Linked DNA regions of Salmo salar: region 1 is linked to region 2. Evidence: chromatin contacts called from public Hi-C data. All regions are on one chromosome and are shown on one strand. Each heading gives the region's core, a stretch centred on a gene start, on an enhancer-like site or on the middle of the called end of the contact. The rest is flanking DNA. Distances are from core to core; before and after follow the strand shown.

Region 1 (3,442 bases), core at 673-3,172, 100 kb after region 2:
GATTTTTTTGTTGTTATTCTGTCTCTCACTGTTCAAATAAACCTACCATTAAAATTATAGACTGATCAATTCTTTATCAGTGGGCAAACGTACAAAATCAGCAGGGGATCAAATACTTTTCCCCTCACTGTATACACTCCCTTCGCAACCCTAGTTGCTGATGAAGACCGGTATTTCTGTAAATATCGGCTGGTGAGGCTATAAATCAGTTGTGTTAATGGGTCTGATCAGCGAGAGAGAGAGCGGAAGACATACATAACATACAGTGACATAAGCTTGTTAGTGTAGAGGCTTCCCTTTCTGTATGGGAACATATGGTCCCATTGAGGATCAATGGCATATATAGGCCAGTCTTAGCACAGAGTCTAACACGGCTAATCGGCTAACTTTCTAAGATGTCCTCGCTGCAACAGGCACACACACATGCATACACAGAGAATAAATCTGCTACACACACACACACACACACACACACACACACACACACACACACACACACACACACACACACACACACACGCACACATGCACCTATATCAATGGCAGATATAGACCAGTCTTAGCCTAGTAGCTAATCTTCTTTCTAAGATGTTCTCTCTGTTACACACACACACACACACACACACACACACACACACACACACACACACACACACACACACACACACACACACACACACACACACACACACACACACACACACACACACACACACACACACACACACTAAACTGACCCCAATCCTCCTGCTCTGGGCCGATGGGTCAGTGAACACTCTAACAGTGTGTAAATTTGTGCGTGCGTCTATTTTCAGTAATGTCTGGCACATTAGTACAACTATTAATACAGCAGCCAATATTTTCCTCTTGCTGCAAATCCATATGGCCAATATACCACGGCTAAGGGCTGTTTTTATGCACGACGCGAAGCAGAGTGCCTGACTACAGCCCTTAGCCGTGGTATATTGGCCATATACCAAAAAACCCTGAGGTGTCTTATTGCATTTCTTGGAGATTGCATTTCTAAATTGCAACCTTGTCACTTAGGTTGGAGAGGCAGACAGCAAGGTTCATACGAACCTCTTGCTTTTTAAGTATTTGTCCAGTAGGTTTCCTCAGGAGTGGGTGGGTCAAACAGGAGTGGGTCAAACTCCAGGATCACGTTTCTCTAGCCCCTTCTCCCACTCCATCTCTCTCTTTTTCTCTTTCTCTCTCTCTCTCTCTCTCTCTCTCTCTCCAGTGATCTCTGCAGCATCAGAAGACTCCTCTGGATTCTTACCAACGCAGGAATGTGGCAGCACCTATAGTCAGTTCTAACCTCATCCTTCAATGACTCTCTTCTCTCTGGCCCCCTGTATTCCTATAGGCCTAATCACTTCCTCAATCTCTCCACAACCTCCCTCCCTCCTTCCTTCGATTCCTCTACCCCTCCTCTCCTACCTTCATCACTCTTTCTCTCTCTGGGAAAGGTGAAGAGCAGACAGAAGTGGCTTAGGGAGAACCTGATCAGGAGAGAGAGAGTTACTCCTCACTATTCCTTACTCTGCCTACTTGTGGGGGTCAGGACCTCAGGCCTGTTAGAGGGACTAGCAGCCTTTGACTCGGAAACAGCCATCACTGTCAGTGTTGCTCCTAACCATGCCTACCTACTCCGATGTGGTTGAATATACAGTTGTTGGTTGATGGTGGTTGGTTGATCAAAAGCATCTTATTCACACACGGGTATCATTATCAAACGGTGACCATCTGGCTACTTTTAGGGTTTCGATGGTATTTTTTGGATGGTTTGTATTCTGTTATGAACCATTACCCCCAGCAGTAAACGTAGTTTGAAATTCTACTACATATCACCATGAGTGTGCTAAATGCCTCGCTATCTGTGCTCACTGGTTCATTTTAGGAAGTAAACAACTTTCACAACACTGTCTGGGGAAATCCCATGAAGAAAGTTTCAAGGAGTCTTGGTTCACTTTCGGTAAACCTTGTTGTGTTAATAGGCTTAATATGTTGTTCTAACTCACTATGGGTTGCATGTTTCCTCACAATATTGTTTTGAACATTAGTTTTAGGACTGAGCATTCTACTCAATGCCTTCTCAATGAGCACTGATGAAGATTTCATAAAAAGTGCAACACAGTGGCTTGGACATTTCAAAAGGAGGCTAATAATTAGTAAGAAAAACCTTTTGTCATCATTTTGATGTCGCCAGATTGACATTAGATGCAGTATAACGTTAGCTAGCTGGCTAAGATTGAGAGGAGACCACTGGATTTAGCATGGTTAACTATTTTTGATTAACTTTGCTAGCTAATGTCAACATTGCCATTTGTCTAACGTAAATTTGACCACATGATAATGATGGCAAAGTTGTTTCTTACTAAATATTTGCCTACTTTAGCAATGTCATGGTTATTCCAGTCCACTATAGTGTAAATCAGACGAAACAGTCATTAGCCTGCCTTCACAGAATGACTGGGTTTATCACATAGAGATAGAGGACTCATCTTTATATCAGTGCCGTTATAGCATCTGTGACAGCACAGGCATCACCACTGAGGCTACAATCCATAGGAATCCCCACCCAGTTGACGTCTTTGATTACTTTAAAATGACAGAAGCATAGTGGGAGCCCTCAATGGTGCTGCCCATGCTAAAACTGCCAAGAGGCCTCTATCATTCAAATCAAATCAAATCCAACTTTGTCGCATGCGCCGAATACAACAAGTGTAGACCTTACCATGAAATGCTTACTTACAAGCCCTTACTTACAAACAGTGCAGTTCAAGAAAGAGTTAAGAAAATAATTATCAAATTAACGAAAGTTTAAAAAAATGATAAAAAGTGACACAATAAAGTAACATTAAAGAGGCTACATACATTCTCTGTGGTTATCACGACTTTTGGGCACCACAATGGCAGAGGGCAGCTGGAGAACGTTCATAACAACGGCATGACGCTACCGAGTGACGGAGGTGTGTTTCTCTGTAATCGTGAGGTCATTGCAAACCCTAGATTTGCTATCTAATGGTCAATGAGAGGCTTTGAAGCCACCGGCTGCCATATTGGTACTCCTCAGAAGGAGCAGTACTCCATAGTAATGAATGGAATATTACATTATTTCAATAAAATGTTTCAATGACAAAATTACATGTATTTAAGTATGTATTTGTTTTAGTGGGGCAGTAGCATTGGTACTCTACAAAAATACTTTAAGGAATATGTTTTATATATTTGTTGATGTTCAGTTCACATTATATAATTTAAAAGTAAGCATTTAGTGGTAATAGGATATACTTGTCAAAAACGAATGTAGACATTAATAAATTCAATTATATAGCTACCAAAATCTTATTTATTTATTTATTGTTTACTATGGAGGAATACCAAAATATACATATATTGGGTCATTGTGACTCAGCAGCACAAGTGGCAAAGCATTCTG
Region 2 (3,298 bases), core at 423-2,922:
GAGATGGGGGAGAGGGGTGAGGACGTGAGTGTCGGTGACCCCGAGGCACATAGCTGCATGCAGACTCCTGTAGCTGAACACGGGCCAGGAAAACTATCAGGGTACACCATGTTCTCCCCCCTGACACACACACACACACACACACACACACACACACACACACACACACACACACACACACACACACACACACACACACACACACACACACACACACACACACACACACACACACACACACACACACACACACACACACACACACACACACACACACACACACACATCAGTGCAGATGATTTGGATGACTCACTCATCCCTCTCTCCTGCCCTTCTATTTTGGGATTTATCTCTAGGCTTTCAGTCAAACATTAAAATTGGGAAGAGGAGAGGAGTGGAGAGGTACAGAGATGGAGAGATTACTGAGCGTACACAGGGAAAATAGGCATTTTACTCAACCAGCTGTCATCAGAGTGTTCAATCCAGTGATTACGTCACTTGTTTGGCACAAAGCACTTCATGACAATGCTACTTGGTTTAGATATTTGTCTGGCTTTTTTTGTGTGCTTATATTGGATGCATAGTTATCATAAAAATGATTAGTTCTACTGTTTGTGTCACCAGGGGATTGTGACATACTGGTATATACACACGATTTGTCATATAAGCACAAATGTAGGATCTTAATTCAATAACCTTGTTGCAAGAGAACATTCCTGCATTGTAGGACATTTAAAACTTGTAGTGTATTTGAGGTTTAAAAATGCTTCTGAAGTTAGTCATTTCCACTTTGAAAATTCAGACTTGAAATGTATCAACCCCTACAAAAATGTCCATTAAGTATAATCCACATAACAATTCACATTTCCTGTTGAGGCAGGATTACTTTCCTGCTGTAGCAAACTGGCTCAAATTAAGATCCTACGTCTGTATATGAAACATGTTCTGCAAGTTTCTTGTAACTTGGCTGTGGTCAGAAGTTTTTAAATGATGACTAGCAACATATCAAAATGATAATATGTTCTTTTTTTCTTTATGCGTGTCTGCATGCTTTGTCTCTCCTGACACAGTGAGAATTTGATTATTTATCTGGTGCAAAACCAGTCGACAAAAAAAAGAAGCTGTTTTCTAAATAAGACCCAATGTTGATCTCCACAGCACTCAAACAATCTAAATGACCTTACACAATTTCACAACTTCAGTCTAAATTACACTGAGTTCAAACATGTATGCACTTTGACTTAATATAACAGCAATAAATGTATACGACACAGATAAGTTGTCGGTTTTAATGTAGTATATGACACTATCATTTCAACACAGTTGTAGAGAATGAGAGACAGAGATCATAATGAATGCTGAGTCAGTGATGTTCACATTCTTATAGAAGATATCCTCTGTGGTGTCAGTGGCCAGTCAGACTGAACAGCAGCCATGGCTAACCACGCTCAGCTTAGCTCATTAACCCATACAGATTACTGACTATATACAACTCACTGATCTACCTCACAGCCACTCTCGCTCTCTCTCTCTGTCTCTCCATCTGAGTGTGTGTTTCACTCTCTGCTTTTTCTTGCCATTCAACGTCACTGGTTACCGTGACGAGCACAGTGCTGACATCACAGACATTACGCAATCTCATCAACAACTCCAGGAGGAGTGTTGCCTTTTATAGAACCCCTCCAGAAATGTAGGGTCAAATCAGGCTTCATTTCCAGTTCCCGCAATGGATAAGGCTGTGCGTGTGTGTCCTTGTATGTGTCTGTGTGTGTTTGCGTACGCGTGTGTGTGTGTGTGTGCGCGTGTGTTTGATATTAACGCTTGACTGAGCTTGTATTGTGTGGTGATATAATTAGCCAGTGTTTCCTCAAGACAGAGTCTGTACTCTGTAGTGACCTATGGCCACCTTCTGTACAGAGTAAAGCAAAGGAGATGGTATACAACAGAACACTACACTGACACACACTTAATCTTCCACTCACAGTGGTGAAATGGAGTCTCAGGCTACAGTACGGTATATAAACATACAGTATGTGAAGCATATGGGAGCTGTAGCATCAAAGAGAAAGATGCATAGTTCCGCACCGGTGTACTGCGTCGGTAAACTATGTTGTTACCATCCACAGTTTGTGCTGGTAAGTGGTATTGCGGTAAAGCCATGCTATAAATTGGACTATAAGAAATACATAAAGTTGCACTACAGAAACACAGAGTCCTTGGCTGTAATTATCAGACAGTTTAATCAATACAGTGAACGCCACTGATACTTCCATCTTGTTTGGGCGAATTAACCATGGAACCCTGGGCTCAGCAGAACGGAAATACGATTTATGGAAAGATTGTGTGTTTATAGTTGATTGACTCTACTTGTTTTTCAGCTGGGCTGGAATCCCATTTCACTAAATGAGCTACACTGAAAGAATTCAAAGACAATCTTTTCAGGCTTGTAAACCATATAGAAACCAATCTGCCTGAGGGAGAATTATGTGGAGTTTGTGTCTTTAGAGGTGTATGGTTGTTACTGACACAATCATGGCCATACCCTAGACCAGTCTACTGCAGCTACTTCTTATTTTACCCCTGTCATGTGATGATGCAGTGAAGTGGTGTCTTAGGTTCTTTTTTCCAGGGAGAGAAAGAGAGAGAGAGAGAGAGAGACACAGAAACAGAGAGGGGAGGGTTTGAGAGAGAGAGAGCGAGCGAGCGAGAGAGAGAGAGAGAGAGAGAGAGAGAGAGAGAAGAGAGAGAGAGAGAGAGAGAGAGAGAGAGAGAGAGAGTTGATGTAAAACTGAAGGGAGAGCAGAGGGTGATTCATGGACATCTCTGGTCAACAACAGCAACTCTATTTCTGTACCTCTCTCACATTAACATGCACACACGCACGCACACACACACACACACACACACACACACACACACACACACACACACACACACACACACACACACACACACACACACACACACACACACACACACACACACACACACACACACACACACACACACAAGAGAGAACAAGCACACATCTCACACATTTACAGCTGCTGTGGTGCCAGTGAAGAGCTGATGCCCCATGCCAGGGAGATCACTCTAGTCCTTCCAGGTTCCAACAACGTCTAGAATTGCATTTAAAACCGGCACTCGGGTCAAGGGTGAGCTTCATTACCTTCAACTAGGTCGGCGGCTTGCTAGGGCGTTTTGGCCAAGCAGGCAGGTCCACGCAACCACCATTTCAAACTCCTCACACATGACATGCGGACCACAAACTGAGCCTCAGGAGGGGGGATTGTGTGAG

The links. A called contact is a pair of places that touch in the nucleus more often than the background predicts.
Region 1: a Hi-C map of muscle shows a contact between it and region 2, with 5 times the contacts expected there. The contact joins two enhancer-like sites. A contact is called at or near these places in 2 of 3 Hi-C or Micro-C datasets (gill and muscle).

The regions. Positions count from the first base shown.
Region 1 is chrssa28:13,400,944-13,404,385 of Ssal_v3.1, forward strand. No RefSeq gene overlaps it. Among protein-coding and RNA genes, the nearest start is that of LOC106589513, 64 kb to the right of the region's middle. Within about 2 kb of position 1,923, at least 3 of the 13 cell types and tissues checked have an H3K27ac peak or open chromatin away from gene starts, as enhancers often do. A contact at or near this core is called in muscle, where this site is marked.
Region 2 is chrssa28:13,296,594-13,299,891 of Ssal_v3.1, forward strand. No RefSeq gene overlaps it. Among protein-coding and RNA genes, the nearest start is that of LOC106589511, 20 kb to the left of the region's middle. Within about 2 kb of position 1,673, at least 2 of the 13 cell types and tissues checked have an H3K27ac peak or open chromatin away from gene starts, as enhancers often do. A contact at or near this core is called in muscle, where this site is marked.